Linked DNA regions of Oryctolagus cuniculus: region 2 is linked to region 1. A link is a contact called in public Micro-C data. All regions are on one chromosome and are shown on one strand. Each heading gives the region's core, a stretch centred on a gene start, on an enhancer-like site or on the middle of the called end of the contact. The rest is flanking DNA. Distances are from core to core; before and after follow the strand shown. Region 1 holds the start of CHCHD3 (coiled-coil-helix-coiled-coil-helix domain containing 3). Region 2 holds the start of EXOC4 (exocyst complex component 4).

What was found. Hi-C and Micro-C count contacts between places; a contact is called where the count stands out from the background.
Region 2: a contact with region 1 is called in a Micro-C map of ear pinna, with 2.3 times the contacts expected there. The contact joins the promoter of EXOC4 here to the promoter of CHCHD3 in region 1. A contact is called at or near these places in 2 of 6 Hi-C or Micro-C datasets (ear pinna and an unstated tissue).

Annotation. Positions count from the first base shown.
Region 1 is chr3:168,945,289-168,949,261 of mOryCun1.1, reverse strand. It overlaps CHCHD3 (coiled-coil-helix-coiled-coil-helix domain containing 3), which reads left to right and starts at 2,271. Exons shown (of 8, transcript XM_008258130.3): 1 at 2,271-2,533. The coding sequence starts at 2,453.
Region 2 is chr3:169,128,269-169,132,241 of mOryCun1.1, reverse strand. It overlaps EXOC4 (exocyst complex component 4), which reads right to left and starts at 1,819. Exons shown (of 18, transcript XM_070071324.1): 1 at 1,662-1,819. The coding sequence starts at 1,747.

The DNA of each region.
Region 1 (3,973 bases), core at 1,022-3,521:
TATAATTTAGTTGTTTTGGTAAGCATTTGCTGAGAATCTGTTTATGCAGAACCTCCAACAGGTGATATGTGTTGGGGTAATAAGTGAGGATGTGTTTCAGGAGAGACAGAGGTCTCAAAGAAACAAAATCCACAATTCTAGAGTTTTAGTTCCTTGTAGAAGATTTTGGTGCTGGCGTTGTGGTGTAGCAGGTAAAGCTGCCGCCTTTCACACTGGCATCCCCTATGATTGCTCCAATTCTATTCCAGCTCCCTGTTAATAGCCTGGAAAAGCAGCGGAAGAATGGCCCAAGTGTTTGGGCCTCTCATGTAGGGCTCCTGGCTCCTGGCTCCTGGCTTTTGCTTAGCCCAGCACTGGCCATTGTGACCACCTGGGGAATAAACCAACAGATGGAAGATCTCTGTCTCTCTCTATCTCTCTCTCTTTATCCCTCTCTCTCTGTCTCTGCAACTCTTTCAAATAAATAAACACAACTTTTTTAAAAAGGAAGAAAGATTTAAACATATTATGTAACTTGAGACCAAGTGAAGAGTAGCAAATCATCTCAAAACTGCAACATAACAGTGTAATTTGGATTCTATGTGTTGGAAAGAACATGCTGATGATAAGATGATGTGATGGAGTCAATACCCATGTAATGGACCAGAGATACAGAAATTAAGGGCATGGTTTCTTCCTCTAGTATCTGATATAGCACCTGGGAAGCCTGCGTCCTAGGTTGGAGTGCCTTACTGGAGTTCTGATATTTCACTGCCAATTAGCTTCCTGCTGTTGTGGATCCTGAGGCAGAGGGTGATGGCTTGGGTACTTGGGTCCCTGCCATCCACAGGGGAGACCTGAATTGAGTTCCAGCCCCCTGGCCTGAGCCTAGCCCATCCCTGGCTTTTGCAGGCAAGTGGGAGTGAGCCAGTGGATGGAAGATCTTTCTGTCTCTGTCTTTGCTTCTGCCTTTCAAACAAAGAGAAAATGAATAAGTGATAAATTATTATTGTTGATGTCTGACACACAAGGTGTCATGGCCTGCTGTTGATAATGTTGAAAGCGGCCACCTGAAGGTAGTGCATATTTTCATTACTTTTGTAAGGACAAGGGTCATGGGGCCAGCACTGTGCCACACCAGGTGCTAGTTTGAGTCCTGGCTGGTCCACTTCCAAACAGCTCCCTGCTGATGGGCCTGGGAAAGCAGCAGAAGGTGACCCAAGTCCTTGGGCCCCTGCACCCACATGGGAGACCTGGAAGAAGCTCCTGGCTCCTGGCTTTGGTCTGGCTGAGCCCTGGCCATTGCAGCCATCTGGGGAGTGAACTAGCACATGGAAGACATTTCTCTCTCTCTCTCTCTCTCGTTCTCACTCTCGCTCTCTCCCTCTACCTCTTTGTAATTCTTGCCTTTCAAATAAATAAATAAATAAATCTTAAAAAAAGAACTAGGGTCGTATGGCTAATGTGGAGCAAAGTGTTAAGCAAAAAAATTGTAAGGATGTAGGTGGAACTTGAAAATTGTTTACTGGTCTTGTAGAAATGAAATACTCTAGTGAACCAGAAACTTTCCAAGATGGATTCTCTCAACTTTGCCTGCTGTGGTTTCCATAGTCCCACTAACTTATACTATTCTTCTCTTCGTAACTGTGTTATGGTCCAAGGTATATAACAGAAGTGGAAGGAGACACAAACTTGGAAACCGAATTCCGTATACGGAGTATAATGTACTTTTCGTGTTTTCTCATTTGTAGATTTTATAACGACAGCATTTAAGTTTTCACTTTACAAGAAGAAATCAAACATCTACATAGTTTATGAAATGGGGATACAGGAAAATGCATTTTTTTTAATGACTCAGACTAAAATAATGAGCTGCTAACTTCTACTTCAGGGATTTGTATTTACAGGAAGCTGTGCATCTCCCCCATGAACCTGAGATCCGTTAAGAACGAGCTTGCGTCTTTGACCTCACTCTGCTGAGTTTTCAGGATAACGTCTTCAAAGCATGCTTGAGCGATGATTGCACTTCTTCCAAGCTGCCCAGAGAGCAACCCCTTCTGGAGGGAAAGACTACAACTCCCAGCATGCCTTGCGTCCTCCGGGACGAGGCAAGAGAGTCCCACCACCCCTCGTGCCCGATAGGGACTACAATTCCCACTTCACCCGGGAGCTCCGGAAACTTGTCAAACAGCACCTGTTGCCATAGCATCCGGGTCCAGGCCAGCCAATTCCAGCACCCTCCGCCGAGTGGAGGCGGGCCCTTCGCGGCTCTGACCAATCGGAGGTGTAGCTGTTTCGGCACGTGACCGGAGGAGGCGGGAACTCAGACCGGCGCCTTCTCCTTGCTCCTTGGGGTCGTGGCCTTGCTCCCGTGCAGCCCGGGAAGGGTCCCGGCACGTTGGCGCGCGTGTGCGCGGAGTTGTGAAGCGCTCGTGGTCCGTGCTGGATCCGTGCAGGAGCGGGGTCAGGAGCCATGGGCGGGACCGCCAGCACCCGCCGGGTCACCTTCGAGGCGGACGAGAATGAGAACATCACCGTGGTGAAGGGCATCCGGGTGAGTTCCGGCGGGCGGGCGGCCCACGGCTCGGACCCCTGCCCTGCGTTTCCTGGACCCGCTCTGCTGCCCGCTGCTCGGACCCCCAGCCAGGCCTTCCCTGCACCTCACCGGCCCGAAGCCGGCCTTGGGGAGGATGCGGGAGTTTGACTTCTCCGGGCGTTCGTGCAGAGGCCCTGGGCCGGGTGAGGGGTGCAGTGCGGGGCGGCCGCGGCGCGCCGGGTGCCCCGAGACCCTCCGCTGGCCTTGCCCTGCTCGGCGGTCTCGGGGGCTTCCTCGCTGCCCCTCGCCGCCCTGGCCCCGTCTGTGCAGCGGGTCCGGTGTCACTCCCCTTGGCTCGGGGCCCGCAGCCCGCTTTCCCGCGGGCACAGGCTCCCTCCCCGGGTGCGCTGCCGCCGCCGGCTCGCCTGCCTCGGCTTCCAGTCCTTCCTTGAGCGCGCTCCCACCGGGGCCACCCCTTGCCCTGGCTCGCGCCTCCGCCGCCCCCGCCGCTTCCCGTTCTCTCGGTCTCTGCGCTTTCCCGGGCGCTGCCTCTGTGACCTGTGGCTCCCGGGACTGGTGCCTGCCGGCCGGGCCCGGGCTGGGATAGGCCTGCGAGGTTTCAGAGCTCTGAGAGGTGATAGCGAGTTCTCTTACGCCCTCTCCACGTACTTGGCGCCTGAACTCAAACTTGACTTTGCTCCAGGGAGTCAGCACACCAGCACTCACTTCACTTAACACGCTCTCCGCTGCAAGGACCAGCCTGCATCCGGGAAATAAAGCCATGTGGACTTCAGGGTGTCTTAAGATACTTTGTATTTTCCCTCCCCTGCTGTCCTGTCACACAACCAGTCTCAATGAATGTATTTACTGTTGTGTTACCGGGAAATAAAACTTACTAAATACGCACAGTGTTGAACTCTTTTTGGTCTGTGACCAAGGTTTCTTGATTCATTAACAACAGTGCTGCATTTTGCGATATAGCATCTGAGGCTGCATTCTTGTGTTCTTGGTGGTTTAGTTGCTCCTCCTTGGAGTACAATAAAAAGGACTGGAAACTCTGAGTTTTATGCAGAGATTTAAAAAAAAAATCTTGCCTTTAGGCTGTGGGTGTTCCACCTCTGAGGGTGAAAGAGGAAAGGCAGCACAAGATAAGTTTTAGGTGAGAAGATTTTAGTTAGGAAAATGTGTGTCACTCTAACACAGACACAGGGGGACAGCAGACAGAACTGGCGGCGAGTCTGGCCACAGCTCAGAGATGCCTAGCGAGTATGAAGATGGAGGAAGGTGGCAGTGGGGATGTGTGTTCTCCTGAAATGGAAAGGTGCTCTAAAAATCTGCGTTTCAGAACTTGAAGAAGTATCTTTCTTGGATAGAAAACTTGACGAGTGCATTCTTCAGTTTTTTCTTTTTCCTTCTCCGATATTACGTCTTATGTTTGCTCCTTCAATTCGAGCTCAC
Region 2 (3,973 bases), core at 570-3,069, 180 kb before region 1:
GGTAGTAACCAGCAGACATCCGTGGCTATGCCACACACCACCTAGCAAGGGGAGCCTCTCTCTGCACAGCACAAACCAACGGCCACTCAAAGGCAACCTACGTCTCTGAATCTGCCAGCAGAAAAGCCCACGCTTGGTTTTCAAATGTAGGACATTTGGAGTAAATTTACTTCCATTGAAGAAAATTGACAGCAGAAAAGAAATGACACATATGAAAGACATGATACATAGCAAACAGTCTACAGAAGCTCCGGCTCTCCGAGGTGGCTACATTTGCGTTTAGCTGCCAACTTCCCTGATCTCTGCTCTATTTCCGTTGGAAGCAACCACTCCTCAAAGGCCATCACACTTCCTCCTCCGTCTCTCTCCCCCTGTACCTCTGCTGTTACGCACAGGTAGACTATATTTTTTCTCAAGGGAACATCGTGTGCAGAACTCAGGGTGCTCACTTATTCATTCAACAAGCATTTACTACGTATGCCGTAGGTGCCAGGCACCATACAAAGAAACGGCACAAAACACCTGTTGTTTAAGTGAATGTTGCCTAAAGCAAGTCCAAAAAGAAAGAAAATAAAGCCATGTATTATAATCCCGCAGGGGATTAGGCCTGGAATCTACAAATATTCTACCTACTGGTTTGTGCCTCTGAGACACATCTACACTCCCTGCGTTTTGTCACAGCATGAATGGCGCCTGCGGACCAAGAGAAGACTATTTCCCTTGTATGACACGACAAATACACAAAGTATTTCCAGACCGAGAAGCATTCCCGTAACCCTGGCAGAATACGGATAATAATGATTTAATAGGCTATGATCTGAATCTACAGTCCCCTTGGTAAGATCCAAGAGACCGGTTATCGGCCCACCAGTGGTGCGCTGCTTTAAGGTTCGTTCATCCCGAGAGCTTAGTACCTACCAGATACTGCTGGACCCTGAGTTTAAAAAAAAAATCAATATATTTGGGCAGCCCTCAAGAAGGCATAAACTTGGCACAGGTGGGGCATAGAGACGGGAGGGGTGTTTGTTTTAATGAAAAATATCTGCACTGAAATCCAAACGCCGACAGCGTAAAAAGAGTGTCATATACGTTTTATTCAGATTGGTCCTATCAGTTTCCACAAGGTTCCGCCACCTTCCATTTCCTTCTATTTTTAAAGGGGAAAAACCCGCGCAAGGTGCACCACCCCAACTCCACCCTAACACTCGCGGGTGAGGTGGGCAGGGGGGATGACTCGAAATTTATTTCGTTTCGGTTCTTTTAAGGAATTCACAGGGACCGGGCGGCGGGAAGGGGCAAAGCGAACATCACAAACAGGTGTGTGCCCGGCTTCCCGGGACGGACGCCCAGGACCCGGGCGCTTCCTGGGCGAGCGCTCCACACGCGTCCCCTCACCTGCTCCGCCCCGGCAAACCCCAACGGCGCGTGGGGCAGGCCCCGGGGGCCCTGGCCAGAGGCATCTGCCCTTACAGATGAGGCTGTGAGGTGGGGCTCCTCCCTCAGAGCCCAACCCGGGAGAGAAAGGTGGGACCACCGGGGCCTGGGGAGGCGAGGCGGAGAGGAAGGGTCGGCAGGGCGGGACCCAGCTGACCCTTCTCCCCTCCAAAGCGGAGATCGAGCCGCTGCTCCCGTCCCCTGACCCTGCCTCCGGCCTCCCTCACCTGATCACAGAGATGAGCAGCCCCGAGGGGTCTTTGCTTTTGCTGACAGTGCTTCTGTACTTCCCAGCAGCTGCGTCCGCCGCCATCTTGGTACGGGGCAAGCCGGTGGGCTCCAAGAGCCGGCGAACGTCAAGGCGGCATGTGACCCCCGCTGGAGTCCCCACCAATGGGAGAAGAGCAGTCCAGACACGGAAGTGGCGGTCTCACCAATGGAAGAACAGAATTCCGGAGCACGGAAGTAGGGGGTCCAATCGCTGGAAGGAGGAGGCGGGACCGAGGCCACAAGTTTGGAGGCCGCCCCGCGCGTGTTCCCGCTACGCTCTCGGGAACAGTAGTTTTCCTCCCGGTTCCTGGGCGTGTTTTCGGGTCGCTCGCTTTAAGAATGGTTTGGGGCTTATAATTGATCTGATGACGCCAACGTGTAGGTATGCGGTGTGTGTTTAAACGGAGCGCATTTATGCTTGATGCGTGATGTGCATGCTTTTACGGTAAATCCAATTAAGAATATGGACATGCTTTTCTTTAATAGTCAGACTGTTTCTACGTTCGTTTTATGTGTCAGTTTTTCCCAATGTTTCTGTATATCCTGAAAATCCTAAAAAAACACATGCAGGGACATGCAAGCGAATATTCAGAATATTCCGGCCGGCTCAGATCCTGGCGTTGGGGAGACGCAATCGCAGACCGTGAACCCCGGGCAGCTGGGAGCGGTTCTCCCTGATCCTGGCTTCTGCCAGGCTCAGCCGCAGGTGCAGCCACGTGGGGAGTGAACCAGCTCACTCTCTCTTCCATCACTAAAAGAAAAATTAGCTGGAGCCCGTGTGTGTATTCATACACTTCAGCTCAGTAACTCTGATACTAAAGACTTCTAAAGAGGCAGAGAGGTGGAAGTGTTTGAAACAGCACAGATATTAAATAAATTATGGAACATTCATGTAGCCACTAGAATCACAATTTTAATGGCTCTTAATGTAAGTTTTTTGGTAAAACTTAATGAAAGGCTTTTATGGTTTAAGTGCAAACAGCAGACTAGAGAAATAGAACTCACTTAAGCCTATTAATTTCCTAAGCAGATTGTATGAAAAAAAAAACAAAAAAGTACATGATCATGTCAGTTGATGCGCAAAAAAATAACTTTTGTCAAAATCCAACACCATTTCAAAGTGAAAACATTCATAAAACTAGGAATAGAATGCAACTTCTTAAAAAAAACTACAAAGGGAAGTTATTAAAAACCCACAGTGAACATTGTACTCAGTAATGAAAACGGAAGCTTTTACATTAGAATCAGGAACAAGACAAAAAAGTCCACTTTTGTCACGTTGATTCAATGAGTACTAGAAGTTAGAGCCCAAGCAATTAGGTAAGAAAAATTGTAAAGTGCACTCAAATTGGAAAGGAAGTAGTAAAATTATCTCTATTCTTAGATAACAAGATCTTATACACAGACTGTCTTAAAGAATACACACAAAAAACACTACAACTAAAAAGATTTCAGCAAGGTTGCAGAAACAAAATAATAATCAAAATTCATTGATGTTTCTATATATTACCAATAAAAGATCTAAAAAGCAAATTAATGCTTAGAAAAATATTTAAAGGGAGATGAAAAACTTGTACAATGAAAACTACAAAATATGACAAAGAAATTAAAGAATGGAAGAACTTCCCACGCCAAAACAATATTAATATGGCAAAACTCTCACTCCCTATAATAATTCAATGACCTTTTAAAAAAATTTTTAAGATTTGATTTATTTTATTTGAGAAGTAGAGTTAGAGAGAGAGAGAGGAAAAGACAGAAAAGTCTTCCATCTGCTGGTTCAGTCTCCAAATGTCCACAACAGCCAAAGCTGGGCCAATCCAAAGCCAGGAGCCAGTAGTTTCCTCGAGGTCTCCCATGCCGGGGCCGGGGCCCAAGCACTTGGGCCAACTTCCGCTGCTTTCCCAAGCCATATCAGAGAGCTGGATTGGAAGAGGAGCAGCCAGCACACGAACCATGCCCATGTGGGATGAGAGCACTATATGCAGAGGCTCAGCCCACTATGCCACAGCACCAGCCCCTAAATGACATTTTTTTAATGGAAAGGATAACCTTAAAATTCATATGGAAATGAAAAGGACACCAAATAGACATGGAACCTTTAAAAAGAACATATGTGGGAAACTTATACTTCCTGATTTTTGGAAAATTACCAAAAAACTTCACTAATCAAAGTAGGAAGCTACTAGAATAAGGGTAAACACATAAAAGGAATAAAATTGAGAAACTAGACATAAACCCATGCCTCTATAATCAATTTATTTCTAAT